Regions from separate parts of the Callithrix jacchus genome. Here region 1 is linked to region 2. A link is a contact called in public Hi-C data. All regions are on one chromosome and are shown on one strand. Each heading gives the region's core, a stretch centred on a gene start, on an enhancer-like site or on the middle of the called end of the contact. The rest is flanking DNA. Distances are from core to core; before and after follow the strand shown.

The links. Hi-C and Micro-C count contacts between places; a contact is called where the count stands out from the background.
Region 1: a contact with region 2 is called in a Hi-C map of induced pluripotent stem cells, with 1.9 times the contacts expected there. The contact joins the enhancer-like site here to the promoter of SLC36A1 in region 2. A contact is called at or near these places in 3 of 3 Hi-C or Micro-C datasets (induced pluripotent stem cells and skeletal muscle).

Annotation. Positions count from the first base shown.
Region 1 is chr2:50,427,903-50,431,780 of calJac240_pri, forward strand. It overlaps SLC36A1 (solute carrier family 36 member 1), which reads left to right. Exons shown (of 12, transcript XM_078363400.1): 11 at 499-668. Among named protein-coding and RNA genes, the nearest start is that of SLC36A1, 42 kb to the left of the region's middle. Within about 2 kb of position 2,444, at least 4 of the 16 cell types and tissues checked have an H3K27ac peak or open chromatin away from gene starts, as enhancers often do.
Region 2 is chr2:50,386,207-50,389,930 of calJac240_pri, forward strand. It overlaps SLC36A1 (solute carrier family 36 member 1), which reads left to right and starts at 1,724. Exons shown (of 12, transcript XM_078363400.1): 1 at 1,724-1,837; 2 at 1,921-1,995.

The DNA of each region.
Region 1 (3,878 bases), core at 1,194-3,693, 42 kb after region 2:
GAGTGTTTGTTCTCCTCTTTTTCCTTTTTTTAAGACAAATTGTAGCACTCTGTAGATACTGTATTACTTCATGCTTTTTTTCACTTTAAAAAAAAAGTGACATAAAACCATCCGCATGATGGTGATATACTATATCAAGTGATATAGTGATATATCATGGGGATAGTTTTATATCACACCTAGAGTTCTGCCTCATACTTTGTTAAGAGCTATATGGGGGCACCATGATTTATCTGACCAGTTCCTACTGGTTAATATTTAAATTGTTTTCAGTCTTTCCTTCTTAAATAATGCTGCAGTTAGATATTTTGAACGTAAGCTTTTGTGTACTTGTGCGAGGATATCTGTGAGATGAAGTTGAGATTGCTGGGTCCAAAGGACATGTGGGTTATAGCCTTAATAAGTGTCAACAGATTGCAGTGGGACCATTTTGCACTCTCGCTGATTATGTACAAGTGTGCTGAGCAGGCTTTGAATGTCTCCTGTCTGTCTGGGCAGGTTGTACCAGTCGGTTAAGCTGCTGTACTCCATTGGGATCTTTTTCACCTACGCGCTCCAGTTCTATGTCCCGGCTGAGATCATCATCCCCTTTTTTGTGTCCCGAGCGCCAGAGCACTGCGAGTTAGTGGTGGACCTGTTTGTGCGCACAGTGCTGGTCTGCCTGACATGTGAGTAGAAGGTGATAATTACCTTGCTTATTTTTCCCTAAAGGGCACCCAGTCTCCAGGGCTTGCATGAGAAAAGACAGGATGTGTTGTAGTGAAGCTGCCTATGTTTGTGAGCAGAAGACCTGACCCATGGCCTCACTTGCAGAGTTGAGGCATCTCCAGATAGGGAAGTGAATTAATTATATATGTACCATAAAGAACATGGGAATGAGGACAGTGGTTTATTTATAGATAGAGTATGAAGTGCTGTGGAGATGGTTATCATTCAGAGGAAGGCATACAATTACTATCCCATATTAAATAAGGTAAAGGTCTGAAAGCCATTTAACCCACATCTGTAATGAGTATAAGTTACTTTGATAAAGTGTACTTATTTGCGTTTTCAAATAGTTTCTCCAGTGTGACAAGTTACTCCTTAGATTTCCTTTAGAGCCTGTATGACACTATTCTAGAGAGTTTTTGATGTCAGTCTTACTAAATATGTTTCAGAACATTTCTGTTGATTAACCTAGGCGTTTGACTGATCGCTTGTGTTTTATTCTTCTTTTCCCAACCCCGTGCCAAAGAGTGTTAAGTTAAAAGACAGGGTATCCTTCTGTTTGCTATGGTTGAAAACTGGTGACATTTCAAAAATAAAAGTAAATTATTTTTTTGTAGCTTCTGTGAGTTGGTAGACTAGAGAACCCCTGAACAAGTCGGTCTTTCAGAGCTAATTTAAATTTCTAGGAGATTTGCAATTGTTTTCCAAATCGAAACGCTGAAAGCATAGATTTCTCTTTTTGGCTCTATGTGGCTTTTCTTTTTTTTTCTTTTTTAGGTTTTATTCTTTTGGAACAAGACTCTCTTTGCTTATTATATTGAGACTTCCCTGCGGATTTTCTTAAATTATTCAGTCTGAGCCTCTGTCTTTGAAATAAAGATAGATCCATATGATTTTTAAATTCTCATTAGGGTTGAATGTTTTAAGGATGAAAGCTGGGAATGTTGTCTAGCATTTGCGCTGAGTCAGTCCTTCAAGCCCTTTCCTAGACCAGCCTATAGGAACAGCCCACACAGCAGCTAATCCAGGGCCCAAGGCTGTTGAAAGCAGATGCTGTTCCCACAGCCACTGAAAAAGAAGGAACATGATGTATCCTGCTTTTCTAGGAGATTGCCTTAATGTGTGCTGGTAAGATGGGATACGTGGACTCCAGATTTTAATCCTGTCTGTACCAGTAACTCTCCATGCTTTCATTTCGAAGTGTATGTTTCCACCACGGATGGATTAGCTCTAAGTGCTGAGGAGACAGCTTTCATGTGTACAGTATTTATAATGGAAACTCTGAGGGTCCAATTCTTAAATCCAAAGGGTACTGGAAGAAAGAATGTGGTTAGTTAAATTTGCTTTTTTCCAAAGTGTTCCCTCCAGAAAAAGTAGATCTCCCTAGGTAAAATGCTCTGTCCTGACTAATCTGCTCCTCCTCCCTTCCTATCGAGCTGGGGCAGTGACTGGGAGCCTGACTCCTCTCCCTTGCTCCATTTTCCCCTCCAACCTGGCTCAGCCTCCCTGTAGCATATGTCATGCTTCCTGCCAGGCTTATTTCTGCAGCGCCCTGCAGGAGACAGCAGTCTCTGATTCGCAGACCTCATGCTATCCTTAGATGCCTCTGGGTTTTTGCTTCACTTTTCCTGGCCCTGTCTATGAGTCTCATCTCCCTTCTGCAGCATGACACTCAGAAGACATGGCTGCTTTTGATCTTCAAGTGTGTGCCTTTGTTTTTCCCTTCTGTGATCTATTGTGACTTAGCCCTGCCTTGTCATCCTGTTCAAAAAGGCAGCTCCCTTTTGACAGCACTCGCCTCTCTCACCTTCCGTGGAGACTTTGAAGTAACTGTGGGACTCAGTAGAGGCCTTTCATGGTAGCAGCAACTTAAATGTATTTATGCAAGTTCGTTTTGTTCTCACCTCTGTTCTTTCAGATGTGATTTTACATCTTTAACGTAATTGATTTTTTTTCACTTATACTCATAAATTTTGTGAGCAGCTTCTTTTATTGCTATTTCTGGTGTTTTCCTATCTTTTCCCCAACTTTTCCTCCTCCTCTTTACCTTCCAAGGGGAACAGGAGGAATTTGGTATAGCTTCATTTTTTATCCCCCTCTTAGAATTCAGCTTTCTCCCTGCTCTCCCGCATCCTCCAAAGATTACTATGGCTGATACAGACTTTGTAGATGCTTAGTTTCAAACTGTTGGAAAAGACGGGCAGTGAAAACAAGTATTTCATAGAATAGTATTCATCGTGTTATGATTTCATATCGGACAGTGTCTACTGCCAGCCCACATTTTTGGAAATGCAGTCTTAGCAGGTTACCTTATATCAATACCTTGTATGGAAGAGGTTGGCTCCACCTGGCAGAGTCTGGAGTTGTAGGATCAACGGCTTTTCACATTTTTTTGGAGCAATCACCCATCCTTCAGTGATTCCTACTAATTCTCCGTGGCATTTGCTGTGTGAAACATTTAACTTCAGTTTGCTATGAAAATTTCAGAAACCTAATTTTGAAGATATAATTACATAAAATTGCATCATTCAAGAAGCCTGTTGAGACTGGAATGCAGAGCTTCAAAACATTCCAAGCAGTCAGATTTTTAGAGGATGAAGCTTCCAGGTCCAAACAGTAGCTTCTTAGTACCTTCGAGCCTTTTACGTCTTTTAGTCTTGTAGCTACAGTGAAGAGCAGAATGGTTAATTAGCTGTGCAACCCTGGGTCCCCCAGGAACCCTCTCACAAGGTCTCGGGGTAACTGTAAGATACGAAAGATGTCTGATATCCAAGGCTTCTCTCAGCTCCAAAATTCTGTGATTCTGTATAGCTGCTTTGAGCTTAATTTTAAGTTTCTACAAAAATATTACTCTAAAAAAAGAAAGTCAATGTAAAAACACTTGGAAATAAAAGAAGAAATGCCAATATTCCACCAATTTAACAAAATAATTTTTTTCATTGTATCTTCTGTGTCTTAATCCTCATGGTTGCATTGTAAAAACAGTTGCAATTGTAGTTTACACATAACTTTGTCTTTCACATTTTATTTACTTTTATGTCACAAATATTCAGATCTTTCCCTCATATTTTTGTGACCTCATGGTATTCCCCTGTATTGGTGGATCATATTCATGAAGGTACTCCTTTAATGTTGGACATGGAGGTTGTTTCCCTTGCTTTTGTGGTTTT
Region 2 (3,724 bases), core at 474-2,973:
AGTTTTATTGATTTTGTCTATGTTTTTTTTTTCTGTTGTCTATTTGATTTATTTTTGTTCTGCTCTTTATTTCTTTCCTTCTGCTAACTTTGGGTTTTGTGAGCTCGTCTTTTTCCAGTTTCTTGAGGTGTAATGTTAAACAATTTAATTGGTATTGTTCTTCTTTTTTAATGTAGGCATTTATTGCTATAAAATTCTCTCTTAGAACTATTTTTGCTGCATTCTATAAGCTTTAATATGTTGTGTTTCCATTGTCAATTGCCTGAAAATATTTTTTAAATTTCCCTTTTGATTTCATCTTTGACTTATTGGTTGTTTAGAAGCATGGGGCTGGGCGTGGTGGCGCACACCTGTAATCCCAGCACTTTGGGAAGCCGAGGTGGGCAGATCATCTGAGGACAGGAGTTTGAGACTAGCCTGACCAACATGGTGAAACCTTGTCTCTACCAAAATACAAAATTAGCCGGGCGTGGTGGCACATGCCTGTAATCCCAGCTACTTGGGAGGCTGAGACAAGAGAATTGCTTGAATCTGGAAGACAGAGGTTGCAGTGGGCTGAGATTGTGCCATTGCACTCCAGACTAGGCAACAAGAGTGAAACTCCATCTCAAAGAAAAAAAAGCATGTTGTTTAATTTCCACATATTTGTGAATTTTCCAAGATTCTTCCTGTTATTGATTTCTAGCTTCATACCATTATGGTCTGAAAGAATATTAATATGATTTTAATCTTCTTAAATTTAAGGCTTGTCTTCTGGACTAGCATCTGGTCAATTCTAGAGAATGTTCCAAGTATGTTAGAGAAAAATGTGTATTCTGCTTCTGTTGGATGAAACATTCTGTATATATCTGTTAGGTTCATTTGGTTTAAAGTGCAATTCAAGTTCATTATTGCCTTATTTTCTCTCTAGTTGCTCTATCCATTTTGGGAAGTGGGATATTGACTTTCCTACTATTACTGGGTTGCTATCTATTTCTCCCTTCATGGCCATTAATGTTAGTTGTATATATTTAGGTGCTCCAATGTTGCATGCGTGTGTATTTATAATTGTGCCCTCTTAATGAATTCACCCCTTTATCATTAATTCATCAAATGAATTGACCCCTTTATCATTAAACAATGATCTTATCTGTCTCTTGAGACAGTTTTGACTTCAGGTCTATTTGTTACATATTTGTTAAAGGGAAAATCTGCAACAAGGAGGTAAAAGGAGAAGCCTAGATATATAATGCTGAAATGTTGCCATCCATTTAAAAATGTTACTTTAAAAATTTTAATGTATTTAAAGATAGTGTTGCCTTACCCCACAGTTCCATTTCCAGTAGCAACCACAGATGAGAGTTTGTGTATGCGTCTGAAAATTTGACTAGAAGATTTTTTAAAATATGCATATTTCTTATAAAAGCAATATAAACCCATCGAAATGTGTAAAAGAAAATATAGCCAGTGTTAAAATTAGCAATGTTTCACAAACCCACAACTCAAGGAACAGTGTTCTCCTACTGGACTCTGCCCCATGCCCAAGATCAGTGCCCCGCTGAGTTCCTATTCGCGGTCTCCAGGGCCCAGGAACATAGTCCTCCCAGCAGTGGCAGTAATAGGTCGCCAGGTGGTGCTGTGGAGCAGAGCGCCGGGGCTCAGTGAGAAAAAAAAGGGGCGGCAGCGCAAAGGAGCACGTGATCTCGGCCTCGGGCGTGGGCGCCGGGCTCACGTGACGAGGCCCGGAAGGGACTGCCGGGGCAGCAAAGGAGGATGGCGACGGGCTGGTACTGAAGCCGGGAAAGGTGGGCTGTGCTGAAGCCAGAGCCGGAGCCTGGAGGGGGCCGGAACCCGAACCGTGAGTTCCTCCACTGACGCGCTCCGGCTGGCGGCGCTCGCCGCCCGGGGCAGGACCCACCTCGCCTTCCTCCTTCGTTGCAGATGCTCCAGGTCAGGCACCGGACGCTCCCGGGCTGCGGGTCCGCGACTCCTCGGCGTCCCCGGGCCGCGGCTGCGGTACGACGCGGGCACCCCTCTGTGAACTGGGCGAAGTGGGGATCCCTGCCCCTCGCGCTATCTTTCTTGACCTCGTGGGGTTGGGGGGGGGGTCCCACCGTCCGATTTGACAGGTGTGGGAAACGGGGGTAGAAGGTGACGATAACCCAAACGACGGTCTAGGGCGTCTTTTACGCCTCCTAAAGGGCCCCAGCTGTTCCCAGCAAATGTCTTGTCCGCTGCGGGAGCCCTGCTCGAGACTGGCTAATAATAGTCTTTGGGTCAGAATTGCAAGGACCCTGGGAAGTCGTCTGGTGCAACTCCCTCCCAGGACGGTTGGAGAAATCTAGCCCTTACTCCAGGAAGGGGTAAGGGCGTTCCTAAGGTCACTCAGCGGGCTAACCGTAGACCTGCGCCTGGAATGCAAATGTTCCTAAGCTTCAGCAGCTGTTTGCTTTTCACCACACTGCCTCCTGCGGGAAACTTGACGTGTGAAACGGCACCCCTTTCTGTCCCTTTCTCTTTTAGTCCACTCCCTTTTTAGCTGTCTGCATTTTCCACCGCTGGGGTTCGGTTGGCTCTGGGTGTGGTTCCCTGTTTGTTCATTATTTTTCTGCAAGCTCATCCTTCTGTAGGTTTGGTTTCTAACCGTCCTGGATTCTATGTAAGTCACACCAAAATATGAAATATGAATCGGAGTGTGCTTCTGGGAGGATGGGCGGCTGAGCCGAGGTTGTGGACATCAGAGCCCTGACATTAGCTTGAAGAATGTAAAGACCTTAGCTTTATTTTTTCTGTAACTTGTCAGATTTGGGGTTGCTCATCTGGATGGACGTTTTGCAGTTATTTGAATTTTGCTGAAGATAGCATCATGGTGCAATGTACAGAACAGAGATTGAAGAATCGGGAGATTTTGTCCTAACTCTGCCGCTTACCTGGCAACCTTAGGTGACTTGGGTTTAGGTTGCTCGGTCTAGACAATGATGGAATTGAATCCTTAACAGCCCCTTCTGCTATGATCTGGAGGCTGTGCATCTAGGTTTGTTTTTCGTTTATTTTTTTATAGAGATGAAGTCTCAGTATGTTGCCCAGGCTGATCTCAAACTCCTGATCTCAAGCGATTCTCCCACTTGGCCTCCCAAAGTATTGGGATTACAGGTGTGAGCCAGTCCCCCGACCAGGGTCTGTTTGTTTTTTTATTCAGAAAGATTTTCCCCCCTGTGTACACTAAGTATTAGCCTTTCAACAAGACAATTCAGTTGTCTAGGAAGTAGTTTTATTCTGCTTATTCCTATGTTGCCATAAAATTCTCCTCCTCTTTCTTCTTATCTCTGTATTATGTCTAAGCTAAATGCTAACAGCTCAAAAATGATTTTTAACTGTCTTTTATTATTTTAAACATGATCAGGGCCCTCTTTTGACTCTTGTCTAGAGTGTCATTTACAGTAATTAACTTATCCATTTAGAACATGTTTTCTTTAAGGATGTTATTGAAGTCAAGTAGAAAGGGACACAAACAGCTCTGTCATTCACTTTGCATTTGAGACTCAGAGTTTGTCTGAGGATGGAGGCTATGTGCAGCAGAGGATAACAGCATTAAGCCTTTCCCTTTGTTTTCTGATTGTATCGTTTATAATTGCCTGCTCTGAAGTCCTTGTTTTCCCTTTAAGGCATGTAGCTGTTCATTCAGCCTCCTCTTGTGGCAGTTTGAAGTGCTCAAAGCTGTCTCTGTTTCAAAGACAGTGTAAGC